Regions from separate parts of the Mus musculus genome. Here region 2 is linked to region 1. The links are chromatin contacts, called in public HiChIP or PLAC-seq maps. All regions are on one chromosome and are shown on one strand. The core of a region is the stretch at or near the end of the contact, and the rest is flanking DNA. Distances in the headings are between cores, read along the strand shown.

Region 1 (5,842 bases), core at 2,049-4,548:
CATTTATTTCATTTATTTCTTCACTGATAGCAAATATGGGAGGAACAAAAGGAGAGGCATTCAAAAAAAGAATGTGGGGGCTGGAGAGATGGCTACGTGGTTAGGAGCACTGACTGCTCTTCCAGAGGTTCTGAGTTCAATTCCCAACAACCACATGATGGCTCACAACCATCTGTAATGGGATCCGATGCCCTCTTCTGGTGTGTCTGAAGACAGCTGCAGTGTACTTATATAAATAAAATAAATAAATAGTTCTGTAATTGAAGAGGATGAGGAGAAGAAGATAAGAAGAGGAAGAAGAAGGAGAAGGAGGAGAAGGAAAGAAGAAGAGGAGGAGGAGGAGGAGGAAGAAGAAGAGGAAGAGGAAGAAGAAGAGGAACAAGAAGAAGAAGAAGAAGAAGAAGAAGAAGAAGAAGAAGAAGAAGAAGAAGGAGAAGAAGAAGAAGCCTTAAAACACTCCTCTCCATTTCCAGAGATCAAGAATTGAATAAAACCAAGTGTAGGGTGGAGCACACACCGGGAGGAAAGCTGCAGAGATTAGAGAAGTCGATGTGCTCTCTCAGGTCAAGGTAGCAGTGGAAACTAATATTCCCATATGTATTTGTTTGTGAGAACGAGTTAAACACTGAGGAAACTGTCAGGGCTGATTGTGAGGATTTCCATCCTGGAAATTGACAGATTGACAGCTTTAGGTTCACACTCAGAACATTTTACCTCAAACCTCGTCTTTTTGTGAGCAGCCAGTGTGTGGCTCCTGTGAGTTGTTCATCTGTGTGCCAGACACTGACTCATACTGGGGTCTGTCCCAGTGACATAAGTGGCAACAGCAGTGATCAGTGATGCCAGCTCACCCCGCCACACTGATGAGCAGAAAGATCACTCCAGATATTACAAGAAAAATGTACAGATTCATGGCAATTAGCTGTGGCACCATCTCTCGGGCTATAGATTCTTGCAGTCTTCCCATTGTTGATAAACAGATTTTTTTTTATCATTTAAAGCAAATAAGGCTAGAATTCTAAACCATAAATTCAGAGGTGACCCTTTACTTTATAGATTATAGACAAACAAGTTAGAAAACTCAAGGGCCAGCATAGTGTGTGCTTCAGTATGTATAGAGAATGTCCATCAAAGGTCCATGTGCTAAAGGGATGTGACCGCCTGCTTGGTCTTATGAGAAGGTAGGAACAGTGTGAAAAAGTTAGGTCATTGGTGGTGTGACATTGAAGGGGATAGTAAAACAGGGATAAGCCCCACCCCAACTCCATCTTCTTTGCTTCCTGTTCATCTGCTGAGTGGTTCTCACTGCTGTGTACTCTCATCATGGTGACAAGGGGGTAAGGGGTCATGGCCTAAAACTGCAGATGCCATCAGACAAAATAAACTTACTTCCCTACCTGTATTCTCCCTTAGCTCAAGTATCCATAGTGGTTATACCAGTGGGATGTGGGCTGACAAAATGTGGTGTTTGATCTCTCTCTCTCTCTCTCTCTCTCTCTCTCTCTCTCTCTAATATATATATATAGAGATTATATATATATGTCTTCCACTTTGACTAACGACTGAAATGAGAAATTTCAAGTCCATACCAAGCTATAGGCCTAAAACTTTGGGTTTTTGTTTTGTTTTGTTTGTTTGTTTTGGGGTTTTTTTTTGTTTTTGTTTTTGTTTTCGGAGACAGGGTTTCTCTGTGTAGCCCTGGCTGTCCTGGAACTCACTTTGTAAACCAGGCTGGCCTCAAACTCAGAAATCCACCTGCCTCTGCCTCCCAAGTGCTGGGATTAAAGGCATGCGCCACCACTGCCTGGGTGAAACTTTGTAATAAACTAAGGGTACTATTATTATTATTATTATTATTATTATTATTGCTCATAAAAATGTCTTCTAGCCAACATTTTCAATATTGAGCACTTGGTTGCTGTGGGCATTTCGTGTGAAGTTTACCTTTGAAAATGTTCCTGATTAAGTTCTCAGGGTCTCACCTACACACACACACACACACACACACACACACACACACACACACACACACAGAGATGTTTCTAAACCTATCAGTTTTGTGTTACAAGCAGAGTTTCCTGTCAGGCCTGAAATGATTGTGAATTGGCTTGTGTTTTCTTTTCTTTATGTATTATAAAAGAGAACATTCTAAAGAAATTCTCTCTTTCCCTCTCTCCCTCTCTGTCTTATTTATTTATTTATTTATTTATTTATTTATTTATTTATGGTCTCACTATATAGACCTGACTAGCTATGGAACTAACTATGTGGATCAGACTGTAGCCTCAAACTTATATGAAGCTCTGTCTGTCTGTGTGAGCTTTTCATGTCCCATATCCCATAATTCAGAGCTTCTGAGGCTGAGACGAGAGGGTCACAAGTTCCAGGTGAGCTTGTGGCTGTGGCCAGGGCTCCGTGTTTGATGTATTCCTTCCCTATCTCTCACCATGCAATGTTCTCAGCCCCAGCAGAAGTCACCAGACTCCAAGCAGATCCTCATGCAGAAATATGTATTAATAACCATATTAATAAGCCAGGTATTTAGACAGCTTACCTGTCTCGCTTCCAATCAAAGGCTGATTTGCAAAATGCTTGACAAAATCCTTTAGAGATGAATACTCATTAAAGCCGAATTTAAACGAGTACCCAGTATATTCAACATGAAAGTGTTTGACAGAGTCTTTGGCTCTGAAAGAAAAGAAGAATATTATTTAACAAATGACAATTCTTTTTGAAGGTAAATATAGCAATGTGTTAGCATCACCATAAATAAGCCTTTGACGATGCGGAACACACAGCCATCAAAATCGCCAAGCACTTTAGAGGCTGTCACGTGTGTCTTCTGTCAGGGAATACTCTCAGGTTTTCACTCTACTTGAAGACATGAGACAGTTCCCCTGCCTTCTCTTCCACTGACGGCAAAGGTTCTTGAATATTAACGTCCATAAAGGCCATGAATTCAGAGACAGAGGTGACAGGCAGGACGTGTGTGTCCTTGGCCTTCCTCCCTAGTCTGGGAATCAGTCAGAAGCCTGCTTCTGTCGGTGAGTCACATGACCCTAGTCTTCTCCCTTGCCTGCCTGCATGATTATCTACGGAATAGAGTGTCACATTTCCAAGGCTGTCATTTTCCACTTCATCTTCAAGATGAAAAACGTTGTATAAAATCTCTCCTGCTCACTTCATTTGTTCATTTCTCTTCTCCCTAGTCTCACCTCCCACTCTGTGGCCAACACCCCAACTTCAGAATGTATCAGAGTCAACAGTAAGGTCTGAAGAGCCAGGTTGCTGGGTCTCATGCCCAGACGATGACTCAGCAGGTGGAAGGTTTTTAACAGACTCTCACCTCAGTGGATGTTGCTGATCTGGGGCGCCAGCTTCAGGGCCCCTGTCCATCTGGACCTGCTGTTCCTCTAGGAAGAGTTTTTTCCATCCTTGCTCCTTACCTACAATTGGCCCTTCCCATTGGTAAACAACCTTGAGTCTTCCTGAAACTTCTACCTCATGATAATTCTGCCTTATGTTGAGTGCCTTTTAATTTCTTGCTCAAAAACTTGCCTTCTTTTAAGCGATTGCTACACTTTGCTTTGTAGCAAGATTTGGGTCTTAGTGGCCCTATGAGACTAGACTTCTTCCCAACAAGGTCATCGAGTTACGATGGCTGGTCCAAGATGCACGCTTTCAAAGGTCTATTATTAAGGAAATGGACAAATAAATGAATAAAAATAACCATAACTCTAAACAACTGGCCTATGGATCCTGTCACCTCTGATGGTAGCTTCCCCCTGCTCCAAATGTTACCAAGTATTTGTAATGAAAACCAGTGATATTTATTTTAATTTTTCATGAAGGTGAAATACATGCAGTCTATTCATAAATAGCTTATGCTCAGATGAGTCACATGTAGATAAAACTTTAGTTACCATCTGTGATCTACCTGACACGCAGTGTAAGTACCTGTGTTCTCACATGTGCAGGTACATGTGTGTATAAGCACACGTGCACATGTATGCACATGGTTGTGGAAGCCAGGGGTTAACCTCAGGTATCATTTGTCAGGAATCTTCTCCATGGATTTTTTTTTTTTTTTGGCAAGGACTCTCACTGAACCTGGGGTTCATCAATTCAGCAAGTTCTGTGTGGCCAGTGAGCCCCAGGGATACCTCCGTGTTCTCCTTTCTAGCATCAGGATTATGAGCACATACCAACATTCCTAGTTTTCTACATGGGTTCTGGGAGTTCAACTCAGTTATTTTTATCTTGCATAGACTTAGCTATTACTGCCTAGCCCTATTTAGAAAATTTATAAATAAGACTTGTCAGGGTGACTCCAAATGTTACTAGATATAATTTTTCTCCCTTTGGCTACCTAATTTGTTTCCTATTCTGTACCTATCTCTCCTTCTAAAAAACGCATGTAGACTCACTGCCAGAGAATGGAAGTTATGCCAGGCAGAACTCATAGACGCTCCGACCCCAACTCCAATGTATAGCACTGTTCCAATTACCCAGGTAAGAACTAGTCAAGATGGAGTTGTGAAGAGATTTAGTGCATTGTTAAGTCTCCAAATTGGTTCACCTTAAAAACACGAAGAGTCTCTTGTGGGCCTGACCTCTTCATGTGAGCTCCGTGGAACGGAACTCTCTGACACAGGAGAGGGTAGAGAGGTGCTCTGGCTGGCAGGAAGGCAGCAGACAGTCGTGCCATGTGTATTACGCATGCAGGCCACACAGCACGGATCACAGTGGCATCTGTCAGTTGACACTGCTCCCTCCCTGATTGACAGCTAGGGGAACAGGGACCCTGGTGCTACCACAGCAGGGAAATGAAAGACAAGCAAACTAGGTAAGGAAAGGAGGAAGTGATGCAGGGGTTCTGCGTTTCTGTCAAGAGCCCCAGCTGCTGCTGAAAACATCTTTAAGTCAGGCTGGCAGAATTTGAATAGAGGCCCGGATTTTAATGTATGCAGGAACAGTGGCACGGTCAATTTGTGTTGTTTTAAGCCATGACAAATTTTTGGTGACTTGTTATATAGCATAGAAAGTGAATACCGAAGGGTCCATGTCTAAGAAGAGGATAAACAATATGTTAAACTCTTTGCTTTTGAGCTCACTGAAGCCTGTCAACAGTTGTTTAGAGAAGTACCTTTTTGTGTTTGTTTGTGTATGTGCATGCATAAACATTTACATGTGTGCAGGCATGCTTATATGTGCAAGTGCATGTGTATATCTTTGTGTGCATGTGGAGACCAGAGGCCAGTCTTGGTTATTGTTCCTCAGACAGTATCCATCTCTGGCTTACAATTCACCAAATAGACTAGGCTGGTTAGCCAGTAAGCAGTGCCTGTTTCCATAGCAACAGAATCGAAAAGATACACTACTATACCTGACTTCTCCCATCCATCCTTCCTTCCTTCCTTCCTTCCTTCCTTCCTTCCTTCCTTCCTTCCTTCCTTCCTTCCTTCCTCCCTCCCTCCCTCCCTCCCTCCCTCCCTCCCTCCCTCCCTCCCTTCCTTCCTTCTTTCCTTCCTTCCACTGCCCCTCCTTCTCCCTCTCTCCTCTCCCCTCCTCCCTGATTGAGAAACAGCTAAGAGAGTAAAAGTATTTCCCAGATTGGGAAGCTAGTGTAGTTGGTAAAATACATGCTTTGAAAGCATGAAAACCTGAGTTTGGACCCCAAAACCGAAGAAGAAAGAAGAGGGGGGAAGAGAGGGGGGAAATGGAGGGAGGGAAAGATGGAGAGGGAAGGGGAGAGGAAGACTTAATTAATAACAAAACCCAAACCCAAATAAACCAAAATGGCTGAACTAGACGCAAAGGAGCGAGGAACAGCATCTGGGAT
Region 2 (5,842 bases), core at 2,315-4,814, 180 kb before region 1:
GCCTTTAATCCCAGCACTCGGGAGGCAGAGTCGGGCGGATTTCTGAGTTCGAGGCCAGCCTGGTCTACAAAGTGAGTTCCAGGACAGCCAGGACTATACAGAGAAACCCTGTCTCGAAAAACCAAAAAAGAAAAAGGAAAAAAAAATAAAAAAAAAAATACACACACATACATATAACACACACACACACTACAAACCAATCCCAACAGTTTCTATCCCTTTTTCTTGCTTCATTTTTCTCCTAACAGTTTTATCATTTAATACAGCATACATATGCTTTATATTAACTTGGATTTCACACACACACATGCCTGCTTGGTTCATATCACATATCAGCTGTCAAGAGATGCTTGTTATGGAAATGAATGAAGGACCCAGCTGCCAGTCACTGTTACACACAGATTTGCCCTGCTAGAGTCACGTGATTCCCATTTGCTTTTCACAGATAAGGAAGTGAGTCTTTAGAGAGTCTGCTGAGCTTTGCCAAAGGGCAGATGATGATAAATGACAGGTCTAGGAAGCAAGCCCCCAAGCTTGATTCCGGTGTCTTCTGTCTTAACCACAACACTAGCCTTTCCCACAACCACAAACCCATAACAGAGACCTAGAGAGAAGCTGAAAGCCAGGCATTGAAGCCAGATAATATTCAAACAACAGTCAGGAGCAGAGATAAGGCTGCAGCTCAATGGTAGATGGTCTGCCACTGCCTGAAGAAGGCCCTGAGTTCAATCCCAGCACAAAAGTAGTAACAGTCATCATAGCAATTATACTCTATCAAAGGCTTAGAGCAACAGACATAGCCTAGCACATGCCCTGGGGATGCTGGTACAGGATGGTCATGAATTTGAGGCCAGACTTGAATGGAGCTAAATTACTACAATCAAATGTGACAGGGTGACGAGGGAATAAAGCTGGCTCTAGAGAGCAGTGAGCGGTGCTGTGCCAAGAACAAACATACTCTGATGACACATCCCAGCCCTACAGGCTGGGAAGGGGCGGTGGGTGAGGGCTGTGTGTCCGGAGGAGCTCTGATAACCAGGACTCTAGGAGTTCTGACACCTAACCATGGATTTCATACCAGCCTTTGCTGCCAGCACCTCCATTGTCTCCCGTCAAGGTGAGGGCCAGGAAGTAATCTGATAGAGAAAAATGTTCAGCTCACACACAGCTGATCAAAACAGGCACAGAGTGAGAGATGAAGATTGTATTTATTCCTTTCTCTTTGTCTTTGATGTCTTAGATTTAGGGTATAAAGTTTTGAAAATATTCTATATTACATATAGCAAGTCTGCTGGTTCCATACTACATGAATGAGACAACTGGTTTACCTCTCCGTGCTCCTTTCGTTACTTCCCATGCACCCCTTGTAGTATGTGCTATCTTTGCTGACAATTATGGTAAACTCTTAAAGGGCTATGAAGATTCAATGAGGCAGGCATGGAAAGCACTGGAAAACATGTTCAGTAGGTACTAAACATGCCAGAGTATTAATCATTATTGTGTGGTTAAAATCATGCATCACACAGATGTGTAATCCAAGGCTGTTATTTTATTATGCACGGGAAGAATTGCTTCAGCACTATGAAGTAAGCTACATCACACATAAGAAAAGAATGTGTGTGTGGCAGTTTGTCTAAGAAGGAATACGATAGCTACGATATATAAGTATTTGGGGGAAATTGGCCTCACCGTGTCAAAGGTTTTCTTTAAGATCAAACTGATGAAACCTGGAGAGATGGCTCAGTGGTTAAGAGCATTTGCTCCTCTTGCAAAGGACCTTGTCCTGTTCTCAGTACATACGTGATGGCTCACAACTGGCTGTAACTCCAGTTACAGGGGATTCAATGCTCTCTTCTGGCCTTCCCAGGTGCCAGGTATGTGAGGTACACATAGATATGCACAGCCAAAAATAAAAGTAAATAAATCTCCTTGTTAATGTTGATGCTAGAGCTGGGCTGCCATCAAAGTCGTCAGTGTCAAAAATGCATCTTTGCAGCAGTCTTGAAGTCTGCAGCAGAGTCGCTTACAGTGCTCAGAGCAAATGCAGTCATTGGCATTAATGGAACAGGAATGGCTCCCGAGCACGCTGCTAGGGAGGTCTTTCTAAAGCATTGTTCAGAGCTGCAAGTTATCCTAGAGATAATGCTGGAACACTGGAAGTTGTTAATGCTTGCAATTACCTTTCAGAATGAACACTGGTGTTTATTGGAGCATGGATATTGCGTACGAAGATAGTACACTGAGGATCTATAAACAATGGGCACTGACTCTTCAGTCCCTTCTCGTCCTAGAAGGAACACCCTAGGCTGAGAAGTTCAAAGATACTGGGCTATAAGGAAAGGCTTATACTGAGACACAGACTGAAGTTCATTCAAGGATATCAGGGATGCGAAGTCATTTTCAGCAACCCAATTCCAGGCTGAGCCACCTTAGACAAGAAGGATCATTACTCTGTGACTAAGAACTTTCATTACTTGTAAAACAAAAACAATCATATTCTCACCTCATGGTCTTGAAATTGTAAAAAAAAAAAAAAAAAAGCTGGGCGTGGTAGCACACGACTTTAAGCTCTCAGGAGGCAGAGGCAGGCGGATTTCTGAGTTCAAGGCCAGCCTGGTCTACAAAGTGAGTTCCAGGACAGCCAGGCTATACAGAGAAACCTTGTCAAAAGAAAGAAAGGAAGAAAGAAAGAAAGAAAGAAAGAAAGAAAGAAAGAAAGAAAGAAAGAGAAGATGAAAGAAAAGAAAAGAAAAGAAAAGAAAAGAAAAGAAAAGAAAAGAAAAGAAAAGAAAAGAAAAGAAATTGTGAGTAATGTTAGATAGGACAGAGACATACCAGGACTCTGCAGATAGTAACCACTATCACTGTTATTATTTTCCAGGACTGGACCTTAAACCCTAGAGGTCTTGGATACCAAAAACAAGAACAAAGATTGCTCTCCTGGAATGTGCCCACTGACTGCCTCCTAGTCACAGAGGAGACAAGCTCTGTGCAAGGAATCCCAGAACCAGCAGAAAACCATTGGCTACCTTACATTTAACCTTCTGTGCAGTCATTTCTCTAGAGAAGCTAAACCATGTGTGGTCACAGCCAGGATATGCCTGAGCACATTCTTTTCCAGGCACCCTGCCTGTCTTGTCAAGTCACTAAGAGAGCTCTGGGGTTTAGCAGAAGTTCAGAAGATAGGCCAACGGGACAACGTACAAAAGAAAGACAAACCCAGGCTTCCAGCAGAAAGTATTTCTGAGCACCCAAGAGAGAACCAAGATGTCGCCGACGCTAGTACAGAGAAGTCCTGCAGAAGCCGCCAAGAGATTCCAAGGTAGAGAGGAGGGGAGCCTGAAGAGCAGAGTCCTGGGAAAGCCTGTCTCACTCAGAACATAAATGGCATGGTGGACTCCACTCCATGTGGCGGGACATGTTGGTAGTACCGCGATATCTGTGTACTGTGTTTAGTACAGTATATATGTAGTCCTGTGTTTAGTGACAACCCGGGGCTATTGTGTGTGATGGAAATAGAAAACAGGGTTTCCTTTCTTTTTAGGCTAGAAAATAAAATGGCCACAGGATGGCAGTACAAGGTAAGAGATGAAGGTTAGCCAGGTATTCTGTTAACTTTGTTGATTTGAGATCGTCTCATTTGCACCAGACTGGCTTGGAATGGCCTGCATGTCAGAGGTCGACCTCGAACTCAGATCCTCTGGCTTCTGCCACTGAGAGCTGAGATTGCAGGCATGCACCATCGTGCCACCAGCTTAGTCCTGGGTTCTAAACCCAGAGAGGGTTTTGTGAACGCTGGGCAACCATTCTACCCAGCAAGCCGCATCCCTGGACTGAATTTTGGAAACGACAGGCAGAATGCAAAACCCTAAATTATGGAGTTCTCTGATTAAAAGTAATTTCTGAACTGAGTGTGGAAATACTTTTCCTCCTAACACTTATCTGCTATACTGTGTAAGGGTGCATGCATGTGGAATCGCACTGCCCATCACTGAGAGCTATTTACTGGCTTGATTTGAAGTGAAGACGCATGAAAGGCCCTCGGCCAGTACAGCAAAATGTGGTGGGAAGAGAAGAACACGGCCAGAGGGAAGTATGAATCAAAGACGGGCTTGCAATAGTCCCAGGACTCAGAAGCCAGCCTGGGCTAGATGAAGTCTCTATCTCAAAAACCAAAGGCAGACTGGGGATATAGGTCCACTGTAGACTACTTGTCTAACATGTACAAAGCCCTGAGTTCAACCCCCAGCACTGCATAAACCAAGCAAGGTTGGCACGCACCTGTAATCCCAGGTGGTAGCAGACATGCAATTCCAAGTGGTGGCAAGAAAATGAGAAGTTTGAAAACTCATAGCCATCTTCAGCTATATATTAAATTTAAGATAAGCTGGATCCTGTCTCAAAGCCAATTATTTTAAAAGGGGAGGAGATCTAGAAAAGCAGCAATAGTTTAAGATATGGGTGCATGGCTCAGAAGGTAAAGGCACTTGTCACCAAGGCTGACAAACTGAGTTTGATTCCCAGGCTCTGCCTTGTAGAAGAGAACCCTGCAGTTTGCCCTTTAATCTCCAAAGCAGCACTATTCAAGTATTTAAAGGTAGAGAGATGGGAGGTGGAAAGAGAGGCTTGCTCTGACTTAGATGGGAGCATGTATATTCATAGCTGGGGGAGTCTTTGTCACCTACGTGTGCAATTGGCCAACAAACCTACAGAAGAGGATGGGACACAGCCCCATCTAGGATCAGAAGCCATTCCTGTAGTCCACAGGGGAAGCTAGGATACCATCAAGTCTCACGCGCACGCATAAACACACACACACACACACACACAATCAAGCTTAATTAATTTCTTCAAAGTTTAGACAGCACCCCTTTTCACATGGCCACTTGCGCCTCCATTTCTCCACACAGACTACGCAGAACTCCCCCTCACCAGAAGCAAACTGGGTGCTAACTCGGGTACAGTAAGCTACTTAATAACCTAAGACAGAAAGCTTAGATGTCATTCGGACAGCACAAATTATGAAACATTTTACTTGAAGAAATGATCATATTGCATGCTTCAAAACAAACAAACAAACAAGCCACTTGGAATGAATTCTACAGTCTGCAGCCAGCAATCTCACTCAGACAAAAATCCCTGCCTGCTTCCAACCACTTTTACAATAAAGCTCCAAAGGTTCCCTAAGTTCCTAGGGTCCTTTTAGACTTGAGACTGCAAGAGACCTCACACGAGGTCTTCCCGCCCAAGTGTAGCACCCAGCCAAAGTGAGCCCTTCTTCTGGGGCAGGAGGGGACGTTTCTGTTATCTCGCCCTTCGAGGATGAAAGCCAACTCCATCCACCCTTAGACCTAATAGCCATCAGGGCTCCCTAGCCGGGCTTTCTTTAGACCCCAGCTGTTCCCTTATCCCAGGAAGGATCTTTGAAGCCGCTCATTTGCATGATTGCTCACTTAGCATCTCTAAACCCTTTCACCTAAACTTCCGCGGGGCTCTGTTTTATTCCCGTATATGTTCCGATCTAGTATAGTAGCCTTGGCTGCTTTGGAATGCAGAATCCTCCTGCCCAATCCTTTCCAGGGGTGGGACCAAACTCCGGTCACCACACCCAGCTGTCTGGGTACCTAACAGAACTGCATTCGGTAGACAAGTGGAGAGAGTCGCTCCTGAGAGCACACGACGCACCTGTGGAAGGGCTCCCTGAGAAATGCCGAACCACAGAGCTCTTGGTGATGTAAAACAGCTGTCCAGAATATTTTACACGCTCACAACTGCAGCTTATCAGGAAGCCAGATTGCCTTCCTTGACCTAGGTTTCTTCCTACAGGATAGCATTGCTATTC

The links. HiChIP or PLAC-seq counts read pairs in DNA pulled down with a chosen protein or histone mark.
Region 2: an H3K27ac HiChIP or PLAC-seq map of embryonic stem cells shows a contact between it and region 1, with 13 read pairs. The contact joins two enhancer-like sites. A contact is called at or near these places in 3 of 484 Hi-C or Micro-C datasets (embryonic stem cells and regulatory T cells), 10 of 115 datasets of contacts at active chromatin or transcription factors (bone marrow-derived dendritic cells, embryonic stem cells and pancreatic cancer cells) and 4 of 9 other capture datasets (adipose tissue, embryonic stem cells, liver and 1 more).

The regions. Positions count from the first base shown.
Region 1 is chr3:137,958,888-137,964,729 of GRCm38.p6, forward strand. It overlaps Dapp1 (dual adaptor for phosphotyrosine and 3-phosphoinositides 1), which reads right to left. Exons shown (of 9, transcript NM_011932.3): 3 at 2,555-2,688. All of the region lies in intron 2 of Gm19708 (a long non-coding RNA gene), which reads left to right. Among named protein-coding and RNA genes, the nearest start is that of Gm19708, 18 kb to the left of the region's middle. Within about 2 kb of position 3,299, at least 66 of the 459 cell types and tissues checked have an H3K27ac peak or open chromatin away from gene starts, as enhancers often do. A contact at or near this core is called in embryonic stem cells, where this site is marked.
Region 2 is chr3:137,774,792-137,780,633 of GRCm38.p6, forward strand. No RefSeq gene overlaps it. Among named protein-coding and RNA genes, the nearest start is that of Mir6380, 5.9 kb to the right of the region's middle. Within about 2 kb of position 3,565, at least 5 of the 459 cell types and tissues checked have an H3K27ac peak or open chromatin away from gene starts, as enhancers often do. A contact at or near this core is called in embryonic stem cells, where this site is marked.